Linked DNA regions of Mus musculus: region 1 is linked to region 2. A link is a contact called in public Hi-C data. All regions are on one chromosome and are shown on one strand. The core of a region is the stretch at or near the end of the contact, and the rest is flanking DNA. Distances in the headings are between cores, read along the strand shown. Region 1 overlaps Gm29185 (a long non-coding RNA gene). Region 2 holds the start of Gm31137 (a long non-coding RNA gene).

The links. Hi-C and Micro-C count contacts between places; a contact is called where the count stands out from the background.
Region 1: a Hi-C map of the G1E-ER4 cell line shows a contact between it and region 2, with 2.3 times the contacts expected there. The contact joins two enhancer-like sites. A contact is called at or near these places in 4 of 484 Hi-C or Micro-C datasets (the G1E-ER4 cell line, the HL-1 cell line and muscle stem cells).

Annotation. Positions count from the first base shown.
Region 1 is chr1:73,269,845-73,275,994 of GRCm38.p6, forward strand. Gm29185 (a long non-coding RNA gene) reads left to right here. Exons shown (of 5, transcript XR_865539.3): 3 at 1-22. Among named protein-coding and RNA genes, the nearest start is that of Gm31344, 91 kb to the right of the region's middle. Within about 2 kb of position 2,482, at least 9 of the 459 cell types and tissues checked have an H3K27ac peak or open chromatin away from gene starts, as enhancers often do. A contact at or near this core is called in the G1E-ER4 cell line, where this site is marked.
Region 2 is chr1:72,984,376-72,990,509 of GRCm38.p6, forward strand. It overlaps Gm31137 (a long non-coding RNA gene), which reads left to right and starts at 473. Exons shown (of 3, transcript XR_373508.3): 1 at 473-703. Within about 2 kb of position 3,831, at least 2 of the 459 cell types and tissues checked have an H3K27ac peak or open chromatin away from gene starts, as enhancers often do. A contact at or near this core is called in the G1E-ER4 cell line, where this site is marked.

The DNA.
Region 1 (6,150 bases), core at 1,232-3,731, 280 kb after region 2:
CGGCTTTTTGAACGTGTAAAAGGTAGCTTTTGGTTTTGAGAATTCTCCTTTCTGTTTTGTCTATTTATCTTCTGGGATCCACTGGTAAGAGCTTTTCAGTTTCTCTGTGTCCTGGGTCTTATCTGCTTTAAAAACAAACCACAAGCAAACAAATCCCCCTAATCAAAACAAACAAACGAACAAACAAACAAACAAACTTGCCCATATCAATCAATTTTTATTTCCTTCCTTCCTTCCTTCCTTCCTTCCTTCCTTCCTTCCTTCCTTCCTTCCCCCTCCCTTCCTTCCTTTTCTTTCTTTCTTTTTTTCTTTTCAATTTTTGTGTTGAATGTGAATGTTTGTATCCATGCCTAATATACCTTTCTTTACCTAAAAGTAAAATAAGAGGTAGACCCAGTTTTGGGGTGGAATATAGCTGTGAACTTGTACACTACAATCCCTAAAGTTACCGAGTCCTTTAGCTGAGCTCCTCTAAACCCACTGAGCAAACTAAGATACTCGTGACTTAGAAATATTTACGTTACATCCCTCTGGTTGTAAGCTAGGTCTCTTTAAGTATTTGTGAGCTTGCCTACGCTCTCTCCTTTATTCTTTCTCTCTTCCATCCGACCACTGTGCATTTCTCTTTTTCCTTCCCAACTGTGAGTAATCCAGGAGAAAAAATCATGTATGTGAGTGGGTATCATGGACCCTCCCAAATTTAAAAACAAAAAGATTTACTAGTTCCCTTACACATTTTTTTTAAGACTAAGGGAGAGTTTAAAAAAATGAAGCAAAGGATGAAGGGAACGAAGAAGGAAGAAAACAAAAGAGGATGAAGATGAGCTGGGGCATTGGGTGATGTAGAGAAAACACCATATATCACCCAGATGTTTGTCTACAGTGCCCAAACATCAGGCTTTGGGGAGACAATCGGAAGACACAATGCTTCTTTCAGGGCAGACAACTGCTCACAGCCCCATGGCCTCTCTCCCTGTGAGTGTGTCTATCCCTTTCAAACCTTTTTGTGGTCAAGTTATAAAGGCCTGTTTAGTAGGTGGGATGACGTCACACTGACCACAAAAGCTTATATTTCCTGCTACTAAATACACAGCCCCTGCTGACGAAGTGGTCATTACAGAGCTGGCTTGTTCTGTCTAGGTCACTCAGAGTGGGGACAAAGGCACTGGGGGGAGGGGGCCTGTTGAGAGAGCACAGCCATTATTCCCAAGTGTGTCTGCTGGCCTGCTGATTCTCATCTTGTTGGAACTAAAAGATGAAAATAGAAGTCCCTTTGTGCTTCCTGGGGCTCTTTCTCAGGAAGGATGCAGGAGCATCCTGGGCGGCCACATGGTGGAGAGAAAGGAACAGATGAAATCCAGGTCGTTGATTCTGATCTCTCATTTCTATGCAGAGTGATTCCATCTCTCTGCCTCTGAGCACAGCAGTCTCCATTTTACAAAGGAGAAGAGGATTTTATGCAGGAATCGAATGAGATCACGTGTCTGACATTTTATTTTTCCAATGTAAACATCATTTCTTTCTTCAGGGTTCTTACAGTACCTGGGACACATGGCAACTGTGCGTTCTCCTTTTTGAATGTGTAAAATATAGCTTTGGGTTTTGAAAATAAAATTTTGGTTTATTTTCCAGGAGTAACTAGTAAACAGCATTCTCTTTGTTTTTGACTGTTCCATACATCATACATTTCTATATAATGTATTATGTTTATATCCACCATATCACTCTCTTCTATACCTCTTCGTTAGCTCTGAGATTTCTTTTTTCCCACCTAATGTCCCAGTGTCTACACTATTAAACAAAATAGCATCCCATCTTCCAAGGATTGTCGATAGTTATTAGGCCCTCAGGAAGAGATGAGAGCTTTCTAGGGAGGGGAGCAGACACATCCTTTATCCATGGTGGGAAGTTAAAGGTTCAATCTTATGTGGGTTCCTTGTGACGATGTCAAATCTTGGTGGCAGTGTTATAGACTTAAATGAGAGAGGAAAATTGCCAAGATGCCATCTAAGAAGCCACACCAAGAACTCAGAGAAACAGAGAGGGAAGAGAAAGGATCAGGGAGATACCATGGAAGCAGTGGTCTTGTGTTGGGTCTAGGAATGTGTAAGATTTCAGTGTACAGCAGTAAATTAAAGGTGACAAGGTAAGGAGCCACACCCATGAGCCCCTAAGTGTCGCCTGACATTACAGCAGCACGCAGCGTGTTCAGTGTCAGTTTTTTGGCATTTGAACTGCAGATGAAACAAAATTACACAACTACAACTTCTAAATATTTCCCACAATCAGACTAATTTCAACATTGACAGAAGCAGAAAACCACTGTTTAGCCAAGATCCTACGGAATTTTCCTAGCCTCAGCTCTGAGCTTAGACAAAGAAGGGCTCAAATTCCCCCACTTTCCTTTCTTTTAACCACCCCTCTGTCCCAGCTTGAAGGACTATTATGCACAGGACTACAACCCCAAACAGGACTTTGACACTCGTCACCATGGTGATTAGAGAAGAGATTTGTTGCTGTTTTCCATGTAACAGGTGATAGGGACAATTATCTGCCTAACCAGCTGCCTAACCTGGTTGTGGACCAAGGTTATTTAGGCTGGTTCCCTATGAAAACAAAAACTTGAAAACCTTCCATGTTCCTTTTACCCTCTGGGTCTACCATGCATCTACTGGGGATGTGTTTCCTAGCAAGGCCCCTGGCTAACATTAGGGGCCTCTCTTAGGAGCCTCTGTTAGGTCTAACACCCCATGCACCCCTGTTCTGAAGACGTGGCACCCGCTGTGTCTCAGCAGTTCCCCATAAGCTGCCAGCCCCTGGCACAGACATTAGCTGTTAACTGTGTTTCCCCTGGAATACCCTGGATGAGCTGCTGACAGGGACCACAACTACTGTTTGCATTTCCTAATTTAAAAAAACAAAAACAAAAACAAAGTGTGTGTGTGTTTGGCAATAGAGGAAAGTCAAGTCAGGCAGGCAAGTTCAGAGTCCAGCCATAGGGGAGAGGGTCCTGGGTCCCCTCCATTGAAGTGTTTGGGGGAGAGCAGGGTTCCCAGAAGATGAGGTGACTTTCAGAGAAGGACAGCATCCCTGTAACCCCAGGCACATCTCTGAAAACAGAGCTGAGAGAGAGTCACAAGTTGGAGCATACTAGTAAGCTAATAAAAGTGTTAAGAAGTAAGACAACATAAAAAAAAAAAACTGATAACTGGAACTCAGGAGAAACAAGAATTCTGAAAAGGATCCTGAAGACTGTTGGCTGAAGCCAAGTTAACAGTCCACGATATTATTACGAGACTCAGCAAACCTAACACTAAAAGAGCATTCATTACCCCAGGGACAATGCCAGAAGGAGATCAGCTCCTGAGAGAACTGTGTGGGTGGAACCAGAGAGCAAGAGTTGAGAGTGGGACAAAGGACTGGAGTTACAGCTTGAAGAAACTGGGGTCTGCATTTAGAAAGATAAGAAGACAGAAGAGGTTCTCATTTAAAAAAAACAGGACATGTCTGCCAGAGACACAGGGCTCCTTCATTCAATGTAAACTCAGAAAAATAACACACTGTATTCACACATATAAAACATATGCATTTCTTTTTAAAAAAAAAATGAAAACAAAACAAAGCAAATCAACCAACCAAACTCCAAACAACCTGGAGGCCATTGGTCTAAGACCTCAGAGTGATGATAACTTATAAAACCTCGGGATGGAGAGTGTGTCTCTTAATTATTTCAATTGACTATATGAAATTACTCATACATTCATTGTCTCCAAAGAGATAATCAGAAAAATGCTAACAAAAGGACACCTTTGCACTGTTTTTGATGCTGCAAGAGACTCTGCTGCTATTAAATAATGTTTTTCTGAGCCCCAGCTTAAGTCTATCTCTCGGTCTCTATCACCTATGCACCATCTTTAGAGAAAAGAGTATCTTCTCCATGATTACGGTATCATGAGTCCTTTTTTTCCCCTTTATGATATTAAATGTAACTGTTAAAAAATGAAATGAAAGAAAACCCAAGTCTTCATTCCTAGATGTGATTTCCATTCTCCAGAGCCACATTCTTGACTGATTTTTTTTTCCCTGATTCACATTTGGCTGAGCTAACATGATTGGCTCTTTTGAATTTGGAAAGATACTTCTTCACTGACCCCAATAATCTGTTTGTTGATTTTACTCAAACTAATCTATTGACTGAATTTCTTGCCCTTGTTTTCAAGTGGAAAGCTAATTATACAGCCTATGTCTGTGTTATAAGAGGTTTGTAAGTGTACGTTCATTAGCTTGAGACCAGTTTTCTAGAAAGCTTGTGAGGTTACAGCACTTCAAGGGCAGAGAAAAGGAATAGCTTGGGTGATGCCCAGTGTAAATGTCAGATTTGAGAGACTCTTGTGGCCAAAAGAGTCTCCCTGACTATGAGGCTTCCCAAAGGCAGATGTGAAAGGCTCCCATCTGTCTAACCCCCTGTTGATCTCTACTACCCTGTTGTCCACAGCACCTTTTTAAACTTGCAGCTTAAATACTACCCTACTTTTTCTTAGAACTATGGGGATGGACCTTACTCCATTTCATTATTTTTCAAGTAGTATGTGAAAGTTATGCATACTACATTATGCATACTAATTTATGCACAACCTACATTAGCATAACCTACACATGCCAACTGAGTGTGTGTTTCATGGTCAGCTTTGAACATCATCCATGATTACAGAGTGTCTCTGACTCAGACTTGAAGACCTACTACTTATGTGGCTGTCTACTGCTATCAAATTCAGGGCAATGCCAACACCAAGCCTTGCTTTGTGCTTCAGGTGCTCTGGAGAGTGAGACCCATATGGTGGTCTAGTGCCCTCTTGTGGATTTCAAACTGAGCGTTCTGAGCTTTGGCGTTACTAGTAGGATCACAGATTTCAAAATGCTGCTACAAAGCACAAAAATAATGCTTGCCTTCTTCCATTAAGAACAGGACAATGCTCTTATAGAGCTTACCCAGTGGTGGTAAATTCATTGTACTCTGAGCCACTAAGGGACCTTTGGAGTGTGCAGATCAGTTGAGTGTAGGAGTTTAATAGGACCTTTGGACTCTCCATACACAGTATAAGCCAAATCAATGTTCAAAACCTCTCCCCCAACTTGACAATAACCCCCATTTTGTCTATTCACTGTTGTCTGAACTTACGCATTCACCGGCTCCCAGTCTGACTCTGTTCCAAGTAATTTCACATATTTAATCTGAAAGCAAGAAAATTAGAGTAATAGGACAAGTGATCTCAAAAGCTGAAAATAATTCTCATGGGAGCAAATCCTAAATGGCTCCAGTGAACCACAGATGGATGCTGGAGATGTTGGTCTACCATAAAGAATAGTGTATTGGTGATCAGCATTGTATGACAGTGGGGCTTCTGGTCCCTTGTTAGTCAAGAAAAAATGGACTGGTTGGGGTGTGTAAATAGTCCAGTACATTGGAATATGTTATTTTTGATAAAATTACTAAACTTTTAGGGGGTTCACAAGTTTATCTGAGAACATCTTTCTGGTGCTGATCAAATAGCTCTAGTGTTAAGTCATCTCGGGTATTCAATTCAGAACCTTTCTGGTGCATTTTACATTCATAACTATCATAGCCACCTCCAGGAAATCATAATGTGTGTGTGTGTGTGTGTGTGTGTGTGTGTGTGTGTGCGTGTGTGTCTATGTGTACACATATGTGTGAAGTTGCATGGCTCATGCAAACCCATTTTGATAACTTTTCAGCTTCTGCCTTTCTAGATTGTAATAGGACCATTGGCATAATCCATCTTCCCTTGTATTATTGTCTGTTAACTGCTTTTCATTACAGCAAACCTCTTATACCTCCATGCCTAGCTGCATCTAGAGTCAGCTCACAGAATGGAGAGCTGTGTGCATTTGCTTAATTCTGATCCTGTGACATACAGTGACCATATAATCACCTTTACTAAAACCCACTACTCACAGCACTGAGAAATGAATTAAAAAAAAAATTGAGACGAGCATTCATTAAAAGTAAGAGTGATGGCTTCTTACTCCCTAGTTATAGGGACAGTGACATTGGTTTCAACTTTAGCTGGTAACAAGGCAGTGGAGATGACACATATGACTTTCCAGTTTGATACTACTCTTTTCAAGAAG
Region 2 (6,134 bases), core at 2,581-5,080:
GAGAGGCCTGGGGACTTGGAGATAGTGGGAGCAGGGGGACCCTAGGAAGATCCCCTTCTTACTTAAAAAGGCTTCTTGTAGTCTTTTCTTCCTTGCTTTTTGCAAGGAAGAAAAGGGGAGATATTGAAGAAACATGATCATTTCATTGAAAATGGATCCTTTCGGTAGGGTTTCTAGTTCAAGGACTTGTCTGCCAACCATGACTCCAAATCAGGGTGTGAGAAAGGGACAGCCACCTCCTTAGCATATTCAAAGGATGAGGTGTTTTTCTCATGGCCAATGTACTATCACCATAAAAAATACCACAAACAACTGCCTTTGACGTAAAACAGGGAGGTCGGGAGATTGCAGAAAAACCGGCAGCTTGGCTGGGGATTGAAAGAGCGAAGCTGATGCACAGGAAGTTGCTCTTTCCTAGGTCACTGATGGCCCATCGAACCACGCCTTGTTTCCATATCTTGTTTGCAGATGCTCCCCCTCCTCTGCTTCCTTTCTGCTGGATGAGCATGCTCCTCTATGGCATCTTAATGCTTCCATGTACTCGGACACGTCAGAGGCCAAAATAGTGAAGCAAGTAACCGTGGACCAACACTCTGAAAACAGGAACCAACCAACCTTCCCTTTCTTTGATTCGTTTCTCTCAAGTATTGTCACAGCAGTGGAGAGCTGGCTAGCACTTCTCCCATGGACATATTTCCAAGTGGTGAGTAATGAGGTTATAGTTCCATGAAAGAGTTGTACCCATGGAACAAAATGTTGGAGGTTTAGGGACTAGCTCCTGGGAACCAGAGTGGAAAAACATGAGGCACAGAACTGATCTTTGGACCTAAGGTGATGGGGTCTGCATCTGCTATCACATCAGGTCCTAGGAGGTAATGACTTAGTACCTGTAGTGCCCAAGGCCATGTACCTGCTCTGTCAATGAGCTACATCCCCGTCTTCGTTTAATGACTTAGAAACAAACAAGCAAACATGAAATAAGGATTACAAACTGTTAGAAAGCAAAGTGGACCCCAGATTTTGGAGTTGTGGGATTCTTTCTTACTCTTCAGCTTGTTCCTTCGTGTGCCTTCTCCCATTAAACTCTGAATTACAAAGTGATGGCCAGTCCATTAGGGCTGATGTGGGGGTGGGTGAGAATCATAGCTCATGTAGGGGAGTGTGAGGTTAGAAGTTGCCACCGCATCCCTTCACACAGTCCTTTGGAAAAAGAAGTGTGGCTGTGGTAATACGTTTTCACATTTCTATAATTATTTACCGTATACAAAGCAGCCTGAAGATATTAACCAACTTATTTTTGTTGTCAAACAGCCCACAAAGGAGGAATTAACGTTTCTGTTTTCAAGATTAGGAGAGCTGGCTCAGTGTACAAGCTCCCCCAAGGAATTGTCAAGGACAATTGACAGAATCAGGTTTAAATCCTGTCTTTGACTTCACAGGACTAGAGGGAGGCCCTCAAATAACAAGAAAACAATAAGGCAGAAGCAGTTGTTCAGGTGCGGGTGAGGCCAGGTAGGTGGACAGGTACAAATGAGGCTGGCGAGGTATAGGACAATAGGGAGTAGAGGAGACTGTGGCATAGGACTGGTGAGCCAATGCCTTGGTTGTGGGAATCTTTGCTGCTTGCTGAAATGCTAAACTAACCTTTTTTTGGGATAGAAGTTGAAAATATAATTAGACAGCTATTTATTAAGTGCCTAGTGTGTAACAGACACAGGGAATGAAACAGTGAATAAGATGTTGAAATATCTCTATATTTGATGTGAACTTATCCAACTCTTAAGTGTTGAGAACTAATATAAAATTTGGAAACATTGTTCAGACCAAACAAAACACATCTGTGGGTTACATTTGGCATACAGGCTGCCGCTTTGTGACTTCTGTCCAAAGGCTTCGATGGTGCAAGTGGACCAGGGAGAAAGAGTTAGCACATCAATGCATATTTGCTTAAAAAAACCTCACCAGAAGAGATCTTCTTTTTTCTTTTTGTGCATACTATATTATACACATGACATTCATAGAGCTTTCTCATTGCATTATAGATACTTAAAGAGATATTACTTATGTTCATTGGGTATGTATGTGATAGAGAGATATTACTTATGTTCATTGGGGTATGTATGTGATAGAGAGATATTACTTATGTTCATTGGGGTATGTATGTGATAGAGAGATATTACTTATGTTCATTGGGGTATGCATGTGATAGAGAGATATTACTTATGTTCATTGGGTATGTATGTGATAGAGAGATATTACTTATGTACATTGGGTATGTATGTGATAGATATATTTTTACTGATGGGTATAATTAGAAAAAGCTGACGACTACTGGGATAGTTCAACCTTGAAGTTCTTTCATTTTTGATACTGTGATACATTCTGATACAAGATGGGCATGCTCACTGATTAGAGAGCGGAAGGAGGAGAAACAGGGGCGATTGAGCCTGGGCCGATTGAGAAAACTGTGCAATAGTTTGTTTCAAATTCTGCTAATCACAATTAGTCCCACACAGATACCTAACTACAAAGGAGGCTGGGGAGATAAGCACAGTTTAGCTGTGTGACCGGGAGAAAGAGGAAATGGCTTTTGTCAGTAAGAGGCAGTCTTTGCCCCTTAGAGGAGTGAGAAGAGACAGGATTATGTGTGTTGAGAAAGAGTAACACTCCAGTGGGGTTGTCCTCTTTCTTAAGTACTTTAGAAGGACAAGGTGGCCCAGTAAGGAAGGATGCTTGCTGTCAACTGTGACGGCTCGAGTTTGATCTCTAGGACATCTATAATGGAAGGATAGAACTGATTCCTGCAGTCAGGTTATCCTCTGGTCTCCAACGTGTATGCTGTGGCTTTTATGCATGCACCTACCCATACCCATCTTCCTCACCCCCACCCCTAACACTCTCACAGAATAATCAAATGTTAACAAAGTAGAGCTCAGGAAATCTTCAGCTGCTGGAAAATAGTAGGATCTGGGCCTAAAGAGCTTTCCTGGGCCACAGGGTAGAGCTCTGGACTGAGACTCAAATGCTAGGTTCTGGTCTGGATTGTGTCTAGACCTAGTTATGTTTTTGAATATAGTTTCCTTGACCTTTATGCTCAACTCCCTATTTATAAATGCCAACCCAATGCTAACCTTGTATAGCTGACACGGTTGTTTTAAGAGCCAGGTATAACTACATCATGAACATTTTTGAGAAAAGAAAAAGATTAAAATGAGGAATGAGCTCAAACTGCAGTTAAAGAAAATTAGGTTAGGTTTTAAAGAAAAGTGAGGAAGGGAAAAATTTCACCACAGTACAACAAGAGAAAAAAATTGTTTTTTTGTAGAATGTATAAACAGCTAAGAAATCATCAAGAAAGGATTTTGAGAATAGCAAAAAGAAGCCTCAGGCACAAGGACCCTGTGCCTGAGACACAAATTTTGGTTCTACTTCTGTATGTAAATTGTTGTTTGAGTGCTGAGGGTGTAGTTCAGTGATGGAGCACTTGCCTAGCATGCGCAAGCCTTGGGTTCTATCCTCAGTATTGCAGCAAACAAATAACCAATCACATAAATACCTAGGTACTTAAACTGCTGTTTGATGGAGTGACTATTAGAATTTCAATACAAATATGCACATGTAAAGCTGCATACAACGAGAGTCTGGTTGTTAAAAGGATTAGAGCCTTTAAAACAGAAGTCAAGAAATACCTTATATCAGGGGATAGAAAACATGTCTCGAAAATCAGCAAGACTCCAACTCATCACAGGTCCAAGGGCAATAAAAATATGAACTGCAAAACACTCACTCTCTAGAAGCAAGGCCACATAGGGCTGCCAATAGGAGTATTTCTCTGGTCAGACACCCAGGCCTTCAGAGGCTGAGGCCATGATGTGAAGGGTCTGTCTACTGCTTGAGCCAGTGGAAGACCTTGGTACTTGGGCATGGCTTTGCAGTCATGAAAAATGTAAGAGCTATGGGACTCTGGAAGCTTCCACCCAGATTCCGAAGGGTCACAGTAACTGCTGGGATTCCTTGACAAGGCCATGCGTGAAGCTGTGAGGGGTAAGGCTTAAGATGCAATGGAGACCTAAGGAAGTTTGGGATCCCAGGAACATATAACATCAGCTAAGAAAACCAGCCCCAAAGACAGCCTTGTGAATTGTGACAAATGAAGCCACAGGGGCTGGGCTGTCATGTCTTTCAGAATGCACACCCCACTACTGCAAGATTGATGTTGGACAAAGAGCAGAAAGATCTATGGTTTGCCTTGTTGGGCCCTGGTCACACCTTGGTCTGGTATCTCATCTCTGAGTCTCCCCACTCTCTGGGAACACAAATGTTTGTTCTGTGCCATCCATCATATGTTGGAAGTAGATGCCATTTTTCCTACCTCCCTTTCTCTCTCCCTCTCTTCCTTCCTGTGGGTCAAATCCAGGTCCTCACATGCTAGGCAAGTTATTGAGTCATCTCTGTTCTACACACACACACACAGACACACACACACACACACACACACACACACACACACACACACACACACCACACTATCAGATTTTAGATTTTGACTTTTGAATAATGTTGGAACAGCTAAGACTCTGGGAACTTCTAGAGATGGGCTAAATGCAATTTGCACTATAAGATACCCATGAGCCTTTGGGAGTCAGAGTCAGAATACCATGCTTGAATATGAAATGTCCCCATGGGCTCATGTGTTAAAGGCTTGCCCAGCTGCTGGTGCTATTTCGGGAGGTGCTAGACACTTTGCAGGGCGAGTCCTAGCTGACGTAGTTCCCTGGAGGCATGTCCTTAGCTAGATCTCACTATGGTCCTTCTTGTCTCCTCTTCTGATTCTCAGCCACTATGAGCTGAGTATCTCATGAAACCTAACATTTTTTCATGGATATCCTGTAGTCACCTCCCCACAAGCATCAATGTCCAGTAGGCATCTCAGACAAGTGTTATAGTTTTCTTTGACTACAAGCTTTCTACTGCAGTCTTCCACATCTCAGGAATGAAGGCAGCTGCTCTAGGCATCTTTTCTTCTCCTGTTGGGTGTGTTCATGTTGGTGCATGCATATGTGGGTCAGTGTGCGTGTGGTTGTATGTGCACATGTGTGTGTGTGTGTGTGTGTGTGTGTGTGTGTGTGTGTGTGTGTGAGAGAGAGAGAGAGAGAGAGAGAGAGAGAGAGAGAGAGAGAGAGAGAGACACTCTAGGGCCAAACACAGATTTGCACACTCTCAAGACAAGTGTTTTTCTAACCAAGGAATTGCTTCAGCTCTGTAAGTCTTCTTTCTTTTCTACTTCTAGTTAGCATCCCACTGGCCCTTTCAAAATACTCCTCATCTCTCCTGCCCTTAGCCACACCTTAGCAAGTTATCACTCCTCTCATTTACCCAGGGCCAGGACTCCTAAGGGCTCTCTGGGCCCACTCTTGCTTCTTGCCATCTGTCTTAAGGTTATCATTCCTGTGATGAAACACCATGAACAAAGGAACTTCGTAGAGAAAGGGTTTATTTGGCTTATGCTTCCAAATCACTGTCCATCATTGAAGGAGGTCGGGACAGGAACTTGGAGTCAGGAGCTGATGCAGAGACCATAGAGGGGTGCTACTTACTGGCTTGCTCTTCACAGCTTGAGCCTGCTTTCTTATAGAACCCAGGACCACCAGCCCAGGGGTGGCCCCACCCACCATGAACTGAGCCCCCCCACATCAATCACTAAGAAAAAAAATGTCTTATAGGCTTGCATACAGCCCAATATTATGGAGTCATTTTCTCAATTGAGGCTCCTTCCTCTCCGATGACCCTAGCTTGGGTCAGGTTGGCATTAATCTGGCCAGCACAGTATTTGTTATTCACTAAGTGTTCAGAGTGAACTTCTTTCTTTCCTTCCTTTTACCTTCCTTATCACATTTCCTTCCTTACATTAACCTATGGGGATTCTGATTTGTAGCCACTCAGTTCATCTCCTGCTGGTCCTGTCCGCTCTTTGCCACAGGACTGTGGTTATTAGCACTGCAGCTATTTGTGCTATGTGCTCACAAGGTGAGCTTCTCTTAAGGCTATTGCTCTTGCCCTTCTGCTTGGGGGCATCACCTTCCCTGTTTTCTTCTGGTTCCTTCTTTGTCTGCATTGATCATCCACTCTCACTC